Regions from separate parts of the Mus musculus genome. Here all the other regions are linked to region 3. The links are chromatin contacts, called in public Hi-C and HiChIP or PLAC-seq maps. All regions are on one chromosome and are shown on one strand. The core of a region is the stretch at or near the end of the contact, and the rest is flanking DNA. Distances in the headings are between cores, read along the strand shown.

What was found. A called contact is a pair of places that touch in the nucleus more often than the background predicts. HiChIP or PLAC-seq counts read pairs in DNA pulled down with a chosen protein or histone mark.
Region 1: a Hi-C map of cerebral cortex shows a contact between it and region 3, with 4 times the contacts expected there. The contact joins two enhancer-like sites. A contact is called at or near these places in 3 of 15 datasets of contacts at CTCF or cohesin (embryonic stem cells, pro-B cells and stem cell-derived epiblast-like cells), 49 of 484 Hi-C or Micro-C datasets (the N1E-115 cell line, Sertoli cells, bone marrow-derived macrophages and 29 more) and 8 of 115 datasets of contacts at active chromatin or transcription factors (astrocytes, bone marrow-derived macrophages, embryonic basal ganglia and 5 more).
Region 2: a contact with region 3 is called in an H3K4me3 HiChIP or PLAC-seq map of bone marrow-derived macrophages, with 5 times the contacts expected there. The contact joins two enhancer-like sites. A contact is called at or near these places in 1 of 484 Hi-C or Micro-C datasets (bone marrow-derived macrophages) and 2 of 115 datasets of contacts at active chromatin or transcription factors (bone marrow-derived macrophages and embryonic basal ganglia).

What each region holds. Positions count from the first base shown.
Region 1 is chr16:97,270,906-97,274,951 of GRCm38.p6, forward strand. No RefSeq gene overlaps it. Among named protein-coding and RNA genes, the nearest start is that of Bace2, 84 kb to the right of the region's middle. Within about 2 kb of position 1,561, at least 38 of the 459 cell types and tissues checked have an H3K27ac peak or open chromatin away from gene starts, as enhancers often do. A contact at or near this core is called in bone marrow-derived macrophages, brain, cerebral cortex and 1 more, where this site is marked.
Region 2 is chr16:97,239,690-97,243,707 of GRCm38.p6, forward strand. No RefSeq gene overlaps it. Among named protein-coding and RNA genes, the nearest start is that of Dscam, 71 kb to the left of the region's middle. Within about 2 kb of position 2,147, at least 30 of the 459 cell types and tissues checked have an H3K27ac peak or open chromatin away from gene starts, as enhancers often do. A contact at or near this core is called in bone marrow-derived macrophages, where this site is marked.
Region 3 is chr16:96,842,349-96,845,835 of GRCm38.p6, forward strand. All of the region lies in intron 3 of Dscam (DS cell adhesion molecule), which reads right to left. Among named protein-coding and RNA genes, the nearest start is that of Gm32432, 38 kb to the right of the region's middle. RefSeq lists an enhancer at 3,252-3,487. Within about 2 kb of position 1,588, at least 33 of the 459 cell types and tissues checked have an H3K27ac peak or open chromatin away from gene starts, as enhancers often do. A contact at or near this core is called in bone marrow-derived macrophages, brain, cerebral cortex and 1 more, where this site is marked.

The DNA.
Region 1 (4,046 bases), core at 311-2,810, 430 kb after region 3:
AAACAACCTGTGGTGTGACTCAGCAAATCCCACTGCTGGGTTTATACATAACATGTACTACACACCAATATTTGCAACCTACTCCTACTGGCATCAAAGCAGCTGCAGGATGGACCAAGTGTAGGAGCTGCCTGGGTGTTTGTTAGCAGAAGAGTTGATAAAGAAAATAGGGGCCAGTGAAATATCTCAGTAGGTAGTGGTGCTTGTGGCTAATCCCACTGAACTGTTTGAGCCACAGGACTCACATGGAGAAAGGAGAACACCAGTTCCTACAAGTTGTCACCTGACTTTCACATATGTACCACGGGTCACACATGCACACACAACCACACAAATACACACACAAACATACACACACATACACACACACAGACATATGCATACACACTTACACACACTTATACATATATGCATACACATATGAAATAAAAGAGAAAACATGAAATGTACTTTATGTATTACACTGATGGAATAGTCCCATCCATAAGAAAAAGGAAATGTTGCAATTTGTGCAATCAGATGAAAGACGACAGCAAGCCAGACAGAGAGAGACAAACACTGGCCAGTAGGGTGTGGCTTGGTGGTAGAGCACTTGCCTAGTACATGCAATGTTCTAAGTTCTACTATCCTACACACACACACACACACACACACACACACACACACACACACACGTAGGAAGCCAACTCTAAGATGGCGCCGGTTTCCGGTGTGCCGTTGTCATAATCATAAACAACATCAGCGCAGGTGTAAGCCCGAGTCTGGCGCCAACCCCTCTCGAGCGGGTACATGCTAATTAGGTGACAGGAAGGGGTAGGGCAGACTTGCAGGGAGAGGTGAGACTAGGGTTGGAAATCATATTGGTGTCATCTCGTGCCCCTAACAAAGCACAATGACTGAATCCTTTCTGACAGGGCAATCCCAGAATGTACAAAATTAGAGACAATCTGAGGATGTAACAACACAGCCAATTGTTCTGCTGTCCAGCATGGGTGACAACGTCCTGAAGAGTGCCTAACAGACCCCTAACTAGGACAGCACCTCTGGGTGCCTCGGGAACTCAGGCATTTTGATTACCCATGCTAGCATTTATTTGATGTCGTTGGTCTGGCTCAGAGCCCTTTTTATAACAATCTCACAAATCAGGTGTAAAGGAAAGAAAAATAAATAAATAGAAAAGCCACAGCAGGCACCCTCCCGAAGGCAGTGGCATTATTTTATAATGTTTGATTTTGAATTTTTAATGAAGGTAGAAGGAAGATGGACTCTGCATATCAGGGAAGTGAGCAGAAAGAACCTGTTCTGGAATAAACAGGTCAGCTGGAAGGTGGGAGAGGCTTAGGAACCCCCGTAGTCCAGGAGTGCACTTGCACGTAGCTGAACGAGGTTTGGCAGAAAGCCAGCGTTCAGGACAAGTTGGCTTCAAGAGCACAGAAGAAAGACGGGAGCTCCCACGGGTCATTTCTTGCTTGGGCTCCCGAGCCAGGCTCCCCTGCACAGCTCTGCAGCCCCTGCAGCTGCGCAGCTCTGCTCTTCTCTGCAGACACAGGAGGGAGCCATGCTTCTCCGCCACCTGCTGGTTGTTTCCTGAAATGCAGGGTACACCTGGCCATCAGCGGCTTCCTGATCCTTCATAGTCCACCCTATTTCCTCTCTTATCGAAAGCAAAAGGTGGCCCAGACAGCCCTCTCTGCCAGGATATTTCACATCTGGTTCCTCTCTTTCACATGGCATCTAAATCTCTGTGGTTCTGAAATATACACAGAACAGGGAATTGTAAGGTGGGTGGGTGGATAGTATTCTGTGATGTTGACTGCAGGAATTCCTCTTCAAGTTTCTCTCTCTCTCTCTCTCTCTCTCTCTCTCTCTCTCTCTCTCTCTCTCTCTCTCTCTCTCTCTCTCTCCCTCCCTCCCTCCCTCCCTCCCTCCCTCCCTCTCTCCCCACCCCCCTTTTTTGTTTTTTCGAGACAGGGTTTCTCTGTGTAGCCCTGGCTGTCCTGGAACTCACTTTGTAGACCAGGCTGGCCTCGAACTCAGAAATCCGCCTGCCTCTGCCTCCCAAGTGCTGGGATTAAAGGCGTGCGCCACCCTGCTCGGCTCTTTAAATCGTTTTTTTTTTCTTTTGTTTTTTTTTGTTTTTTTTTTTTTCCTTCCTTCCTTTTTAATAGCATGTTACAGTGTGATGTCCCTGCTCAGGGCTACAGTGGGCACTGATCAAATCCTGTCTCCATTTATAAAATTTGACTTTTCTTTTTTGTTTTAATTGTATTCTATTTTATAGGTGCAGTGTGTACAGCATACATGTTCACATATGTGCAGGAACATGTGTATATGGGCACAGGTGCATATGTGTGCACATGCACCTGTGTATGCACATCATGAGCGCATCAGGTGTCTTCCTCAATCACTCTTCACTTTTTGTTTAAGACATATTTTATTTTTAGTTATGAGTATGTGTGTATGGGGGTTGAGCACATGCCTGCAATGCCAGTGGAGGCCCCAGGCATCAGATCTCCTGGAGCTGGAGTTACAGGTAGCTGTGAACTCCTGACGTAGGTGCTGTGAACGTCCTGATGTAGGTGTTGGGAATCAAACTCGGATCCTCTGCAAGAGCAAACAATGCCCTTCATCACATTTTATTTTGAGGCAGTTTTTCCACTCATGCCCAGAGTTGGTCTAGCTAGCCAGGATTACTCCAACGATTCTCTGTTTTCACATTTTATGTGCTGGACTTTAAAAAATTGCCATAATTTCCATGGGTGCTGGGGATTTGAACTCAGGTCCTCTGACCACTAAGGCAAAGTTGCATATAGAATGCAGACAGCACTTTTTTTTTTCTGCATCTGGCTTATTTTATTTAACACAATGCCTTCCAGTTTCATCCATCTTGCCACAAATGACAGGGCTGTATTCTTTCTATGTCTAATCTAAATAGTATTCCACTAAAGTCACAATTTCTTTATCCACTTGTTTAGTTATTCACCCATGTTAATAAGCAATCTGGCTGTTGTGGGTAGTGCAGCAATAATCATAGATTTACAGGTGTCTCTTCCACAGACGGATTACATTTCCCCTGGATATATTTCCAGGGGTGGAAACGCTGGGTTATACAGAGAATCTATTTCTATTTTACTGAAGAGGCTCCATAGAGGTCTCCATAATGACTATATTAATTGACCAGAAATATTCACACTTTCTAACAAAGGACTGGAAAGCCCTGCCCTTTAGAAAAGTAAAATTTTTATGTCCTCAAATCTTCCTGGTTTTTGACACTGAAGGACAGTTTTCTCACTTGGAGTGAAGGATGCTGGGGGTGGGAATGGGAGTGAAGGATGCTGGGAGGTTGGGAGTAAAGGATGCTGGGGGAGTTGGGAGTGAAGGATGCTGGGAGGTTGGAAGTGAAGGATGCTGGGGGAGTTGGGAGTCTCCTTCTGATCCCACTTTTATACTCAGATTAACAACTGTGCTTTCTAGAAGCACCAGGGCTGGAAGGGGGTACAAGAAGAATAGGTCACCCCACACATATACTTCTCAGATTCACCTTGATCTTCTGAACAGGACACGTGGAAATATGAGTCATATCCAGTCTTATTTCCTACCTCCTAACCAAGAATTGCATGAGATCCAATGATCTGAGAGTAGGTCCTAGCCAGGGGCAGTGGAAAGCAGGTTTGGCTGACCTATCTGCTGGGAATGTCTCAGGGACAAGAAGAAGCAAAGGAAACCTGTCCGAAATGGGAAGTTACAAGTCAGTAGCCACCTCCACTGATCTCTGAGCTGGCTCTTTGCACTGTCAAGGTATTATCCAAAGCCAACATCCCCAGCTTCACTCAGCAACACTTGAGCTTTGCAGGAAGATGAGTAGTTTTCCTGTGCCTCTTGGGAGTGCTGTGCAGAGGACCTCTGCTGCTTGCTCCCTGTTGGCAGGTGGGGATTTTCATGGGGGTCCTGTCAATGATAATCTCTTCCTGCCCTTCTCCTTGCTGTCTGTTCCTGCGCATCCCTGCCTCTTTATTAGATTCTGGGGTCTCCTCATCTGCTCTACT
Region 2 (4,018 bases), core at 897-3,396, 400 kb after region 3:
TGAACTGCAGCTAACTTCATCAGAGTTTCCCAGTTTCAAGCCTAGGCAGGATAATGCTTTATGGCTTCCCTGTGCATGCTGGGACACTGAGGAACCACCAGCGTTTTAACCACTTGATGCCAATAGACCACACCTACCAGGAGTGGGGCCAGACACAGCCAGATAACAAGCTCGAGGTGGGTGTGAGCTCTATGGACAGCAGCTGTTTGGCTTGCGCGTGTGTTTTTAGAAGCATTTTCTTTCGCTTTTGATGTACACATAATATTGCACATATGAAGTATGTATGCATGAGCATATGGTAGCATGGGGTCTATTGTAGTGTTTTCAAAAATGTAACACTATATAAAAATAAAATTAGGGTTATATAAAATAATAAAATTAGAGCTATTCGTAATGGGGATCTTCAAATCTGCACAGGCTTCCCACGTGTGTTCTATGCTGTTCCTCATCCCCTTCCATGCAGTGGACGCCTCGTGCTCCTGCCTAACTGGAACAAGGTGCCCATGACCCAGCCCCTTCCCACATCCTTTTCTCCTGCACCATGCAGCCTCTGCAGAGCCCTATTCTACTTCCACCTCCTGGAGAGTCTACTTCCCCTGTGAGTGAGATCACGAAGCATTTATCTTTCCTGTGATGGCTCATTTCACTTAGCACAGTGCAGATGCATCTGTACCAGCACTCCGCTGTGTACTTGTACACTTCCTCTCCCGTTGATCCACTGATCAAGCATTAGGTTGGTTTCTTTCAAAACACAGTTATATGTTTTTGTTTTAATCCCATGTGTGCGGTTAGAGGCTGCTTCACAGCAGGTGATTATGTTTTGCCTCCTGCATTAGCAGGGGTGTGGCTTTTTACCAGCTGCAGATAGTTTAATTCTGGGGACTCTGGATAGGGTATGAATGGGAAAGATTCGTGGCCTGTGGTCACTGCAGCTGGTTCCTACTGCTGCTGGTCTGTGTTGCTGCTGGTTCCTGCTGCATTTGCTATTGCTGGATTGCTGGGTTGCTGGATATTCTGACTACAGAGATTGGACTTGCCTCAAGTTACCTATGCCCCTAATCACCAGGAAGTAGTCTATAAAGATCTATTCCCCCTTTTCCCTCAAACCTTCTTTATCTCCTATCTAGTGCTGGAGGGTTGGAAAGAGATAGAGGTATAAAAACTGAATAAAATACCTTTTAAAAAAATAGCACCAACAGGCATCAGGCACATATAGAATACACATACAAGCAAAAGAATCACACACATGAAATAAAATAAATAAATATTTTAAATGTTTATTTTTGTAAAAAAAAATAGAACTACCACATGATGTAGCCATTGTACTACAGTGTACATATTCAAGGGGAATGAAGATGGAAAATTATTGTGTGACAGGTCCATGTGACATCACTGTCTCTATACCTCTCTCATGTGTGAGTGACGGCTTCAATTGATAGAACCTAGAGGGGGAAACCCCCACTCAACTCCTGATTTGGCGTGCACCCAAGAATCACAAACAGACTACCATCTTGATGTAAATACATGAGGACGTTTAATTACAGAGCTCCGGACCGACATGCATTCCACATAGGAGATAATAGGAGATAATGGATGTCAGCCACGAGGCTCGAAAGCTAGGGGTTTTTATGGGGTAAGGGGTTTAGGGGTGTGGAATTCAGCATAGCGACACACTATTGGCTTATTCAAACATTAACAGAAAGATTACAGGGCATCAGGACTTTGTTCCTGTGGGCTGGGGGCTTATCTTTATTCACATAGCAACCAGTTGATGTATGACTTTACCTGGTATCAAGGGGCAGTAGACAGAGGGGAGGTTCCGGCCAGGTGTTGTTGACCCAGACAAGATAGCCCTGCTTGTACAATCAAGCTGTTCTTAGGAATGTCTTAACAACAGCCCTGTCTGTTCTGCTTTGTTCTCAGCCCCAGGTTGGGGGCTCATAGACAACTCTTTTACATGAATCACAAGATACAAAATCTCATTTTCTTTCACAATCAGAGAGGCTGGAAGAGACCACAGTCATGAGGGGCTTCCCTTGGAGGCTGAGCATGGTGTCTCCACTTGTGTCTTGAATCTGTACCCCACCATCTCCTCTCAGACACTTGCTTTCCTGGGCTGTGGGTTCAGACTCTTTTGTGCTCACAGTAAAACCTAAATAACTTGGTTAGCCCATATCCTTCCTCTTTCCACATCTCCTTCAGTTACATCCTGCCATGGTTAATATTGATTGGCAACTTGACAAGATCTAGATTCACTTGGAGACAAACCTCTGTGCATGTCTGTGATGGAGTTTATAGACTGGGGTCAATGAGATGGGAAGACACACCCTAAATGTGGGTGACACTGTCCAAGGGGCTGGGGTATGGACTTCATACAAAGAAGAGAGCAAAAAGACATATATATGTCTGTGTCATCTCTGTGTGTGTGTTATTGCTGTCTCTCTCAATCTCTCTCTGTGTCATCTTTCTCTGTGTTATCTCTCTGTGTATGTCCTCTCTCTCTTTCTCTCTCTCTCTCTCTCTCTCTCTCTCTCTCTCCCTTTCCCTATCTCTGTGTCCTTTCTCTTCCTCTCTGTCTCTCTCTATGTGTCATCTCTGTGTGTTATCTCTGTCTCTCTTGATCTCTCTCTCTCCGTGTGTCTATGTTTGTCTCTGTGTCATCTCTCTGTGTTCTCTCTCTCTGTATGTCAACTCTCTCTCTCCCTCTGTGCTCTCTCTCTCCCTCTCTCCCTCCCTCTCTCTCTCTCTCTCTCTCTCTCTCTCTCTCTCTCTGTGTGTGTGTGTGTGTGTGTGTGTGTGTCTCCTAACTACAGATACAGTGTGACCAGGTGCCTCATGTTCTTGCTGCCATGACTTCTCCACTATGCTGGAACTGACACTCAAATTCCTGGGTCAAAATTAACCCTTCCCCCCTTAAGTTAGTGAGAAAAAAATGGTGAATTCACACCTCTGCCTACCATAATCAAATATCTCTGCTCCCTAGGCACAGCATTAATCAAGTGTCTAATTTAACTTCCTCCAACGCCTTGTGGCATGGAGACCATCTCTACAGTGGGGAGTGTATAGGTCATAAGGAGCTGGTATCTCTCTATGAAAGAATATTGTGAGAGTGGGTTTCTTCACCTGCCCTCTTGACCTTGTCCCCATCTATCATGAGATGTGACAGAAAGAGGACTTTTGCCAATGTCCTTATAACTTGGACTTCTCAATCTCCATAACTCTGAGAAAATAAATTTCTATCCCTATTTAATTACTGAGTCTCAGGTGTTGTTTTAGCATTGAAAATAAAATCAGGCATATGGATGGATCCCTCACCCCTTCCCCACCCCTTGCCTCTTACCTCCTGTAGCAGGCTAGAGAGTTGGCTCCAGGGTCAGAGACATGACCCTGGCACTTGTCTGCCATGCAATGGTGTGGGCAAGGGAGAGATGCCCTCCCTGTGTATGGCATGTGGGAAAGCTGGCCTGGCCTCTCACCAGTTTCAGCACTTGGGAGAGTATGCCCTGCCCCTTACCTGGACAACACAACAAGCTGAATCCTGCTGGTGTGGGTACAGGTAAGCCACCCCCAAGGGCATGAGAGCAAGAGAGATAGCTCTGCTCCTTGCTAGCTTTTGCATTAAGTGAGTTAGCTGGGGCAGGACTAGACAGTTCAGCCTAGTGATGTGGGTATGGGAGAGCTGGCAGACTGATCAACTCAGCTACCACCCAGGCCAAAATCCAGGACTTTGAATTGGCCCAGCCCAACATCTACCCCATCTTTGAATGGTGGGAATGCATGAAGGGGCCAGTCCTACAGATCCAAAGCTGCAGAATCTCCATGACACAGGGCAACAACAGGATATCCTTATCCTAGAGGAGTCCCGATGAGGATCTAGTATTGATAGTGTAGCAGGAGTCAGAGGCCTCAGACCAGATCAATGACTCATTGCAATGAACATTTACAAGTAAAGAACTATACATATACTGTGGGGCACACTGTCAAACATTACAGGTAGAGGGTGAGTATGGAAGGAGGG
Region 3 (3,487 bases), core at 338-2,837:
GTGACATACATCAAGGAGTCCTGAAAGTTAGACATTATGCAGCCCTCATCATATAGCCAATAGCAAGGCTCTCTCTTCCTACCTGCAGACTAGCCATTGATCTGTCTGCATGCATGCCTGCTCTACACTGCATGATGCATGTCTAAGGAAACTCAGTGTCAGACCTGCATCTCCAGCCCATTTTTCACTCAGCATTCAAGACTGATACAGTCATAAAGACACAATGTTGACATCTCTTAGATGTTGTTATGGAATCCCACCGCACTAGGCCACCCCTAGGTGTCAGGATACAGTCCCACCACACCAGGTCATATGTGCTGCCTATTAAGATTCATACTGTGATCACAACTCTGTAGACTCACCTCTATTCCTTTCTCCCCTATCAGGCTTGAACCCTCTCAGAACTTTGAGTCCCATTCTCTCTCTTGATACCTCTTTTAGTACATTTCTAGTCTCAGCTCCTAGATTTAAGTTTTTAGCAGTGTTGCCCACATTCTCTATACCCATGGCCTCATTTTACCCAGGCTGAGCTTTATCATATCTTGATGGGAATGTATGTTGTTCACGAATATGATATTGGCTCGATGTCCCTCTCCTTCATGTAGAATAACAAGACAACATTGCATACTGTTCAACCTCTCATCTCCATTACTCACAATGACTCATCATTATATCCTCCAAGAGTACTTGTTAAATCGATACTCATATGAGGAAGTCTGTCATCATATCCATATTCAGAATGCTTTCTTAAATGAGGGAACAGCTCAGTAGTGAAGAGTTTGCCAGAAAAGCATGAGGACTAAAGTTTGGATCTCCAGAACCCACACCAAGCAGATGTGCTAGCTGCCTGTTATTCTAGTACTCAGAAGGCAGAGATAGGGAATCCCAGGGCAGGCTGGCTAGCTTCAGTAGCCAGAATCCACAAGCATCAGGTTCAGTGAGAGATCTTGTCTCACAAAACAAAACAACAAAGCAAAACAAAACACACTGTACAGTGATCAAGAAGACAGTTGGCATCAACCTGGAGGCTCCACACATATGTGCACACATACACATACACCAGCATAAGTGTATGACCACTACATGCAAATAGGCACACATATTCCACATACACATATACATGTATGGTAAAAAGAGAAAAAGCTATGACATATCATTTTAGATTCCAACGTGATTATTTCCTCATGTACAGACCATGAAAAGTGCTTTGCCCCTCTCCTGGAATAATCTCACTCTATTACCTGAAAGCAAACACATTTTAGGATTTTGATGCTAATTATTCTTTCATTAGACACTCAAGTTTTTGCTGTGCAGCTGGGTTAGGTCTTCAATAGAGACTGCAGAATGTTCAAAAGAAGATTTGAAAAGCATGCTTGATTTTTTTCTTTTTTACTCCAAACTATTTCCTCAGTTTGCTTTCTTTATCCCTTGCTACTTCTGTCTGAACTGAGCCAATAATAATTAAAAGAGCAGATGGCTCTGCTAATCAGATGTCGCCTGGTAACGCCACATAAAGAACCTGTCTAGGCTGTGCCTGCCACCTCGCACTGACAGCCGCACCCCCGCATGATGGTTCCTCAAGATGGCTTGCACAGCAGTGTTGAAAAGTCAGGAGACTGGAGTAAGAATCTAAGTTCTCAGTCTAGAGTGTTATGTGATGATCCTGGAAATGAATATATAACGTTTTAGAAACTGGAACGCTCAAATAGCATTAACGAAATTAGAAGGGGAAATAGGGTGACTTTCAAGCTCTCAATTTCTCTTAGTTCAGATGTAGGTCAGAGAGGAATTAGACTCCTGGCAGGGCTCTGCTATGCCCTCCATTCTCTGTGTTAGAGCCACCAGCAGGAGCTGCAGATGGGACCCCAGAGAACAGCCTGGGGACAATGGCCCCTTGAAGAACTGCATTGGCAGCTTTTATCTGAGAGAGCTGAAGGAGGGGTGGTGGCTTAAGATGGCTGGTATGAAGGTACAGCTAAAACATTCTCTGCCTAACATATTTTTAAGTTCTCTGACTTTGCCGTTATTTGGAAACAAGGTCATTGTAGTGGACTACCTCAGGACGAATCCCATGGGTGAGAGGGCCTGATGCTCCGTGATAGGATGTGAAAGTTCAGGCACAGAAATACCTGAGGACCAATGGAAATCCTGACAACATGGCTGACTGAAGCAGCCTGCTCAGGAGCTGATCTGCACTTGGAGGAACAGCCTGTTTCAAAGACTCCTGTGAGGGGAGTGAGAGGAAGAGGCAGGAGACAAAGAGCCCAGGGCAGTGACAAGAGGCACCAGAGGGGAGGACTTTGGAAAGCCACACTGGCCACTGTAGCCTCAGCCCTGTGTTTTCTACTGCATAGCCCGGGGTGTCCATGGTGCTTACAGTCTGGCTTTCCAGGGTCACACCAGGATGATGCTATTTCCCTGGGAGTACTGTTGCATGAAGTGTGGGAAAATCTGGGCTGTGTCACAATCTAACTATGCAAGATCCTCCATTAGCCATAACATTAAATAACCTGCTTGCAACAGCTATCAATGTATAATGTACACTTAAAAGACACTCTCAACTATTCCCCAGGACAAAATCAAAGACTAGGCTAAATGGAAATATGCCACATGTTCTAAGAACAGATGATTTGATGTTGTGAAAGTGTCAATTTTCTGAAAATACAAAGAAAGCAACTCATCTTCCTCCATTTCTGGACAAAGCCCAGTTAGAAGTCAACTGCATTGATGTCAATTAAAGCATGCTATTTCCATCCAGGAGACTAGAAAATTCTAAAGATATTTGAGAATACGTAATCTTGGTGGGGGGTAGAGGGAAATAAACATGTCTTATGGCATATAAACTGGCGAAACATTCCTGGGGAACCACTTGTGTGATTATTTTTAGTTGTAAGTACTCCCTATACTTCAACCCAGTGGGTCCTCTCCAAAGGCTCTGTCCTAAGTAAATTCATAGATTTAGCTATATAAAAATATAACTCAAAATACTCTTTCTGACACTTCAGAAAGAGTAGAATGAAATTTAGGGGTATTGAGTTAATTAGTAAGCTCATACTCATAGTGGTTAAAAAGGATAGTAAGGTAGAATTGCCAAAGTTCTGGAAAGATCTTCAAGGTAATCTATATGATACATAATGTACTATATATGTGCATATATAAATATAAATTTACATATGCAAATGAACAGAGGTACAGAAGTAGCAGATACTGAAGTGAGTTGGGGGAGGAGCAGACTACATTCTCTTTCTTATGCCCCCATTCCTTGCTATCACAGACACTGACTGGGGCAGTCTGCTCCAAGAGGAGTCAGTGGGTGTGGCTCACAGCATATGCATTACAAAGCCCTGGTAACTTGGAGACACAGGAGGATCAGGAAGGCTAGGGTGGCACAGACGTGTCAAAGGTGGCCTAATTTCTCTTGTTTTCCAGGCTAGCCCACTGGTGGGCATGGATGTAGCAGAGAGAAACACTTTCAACATTTCTTCCA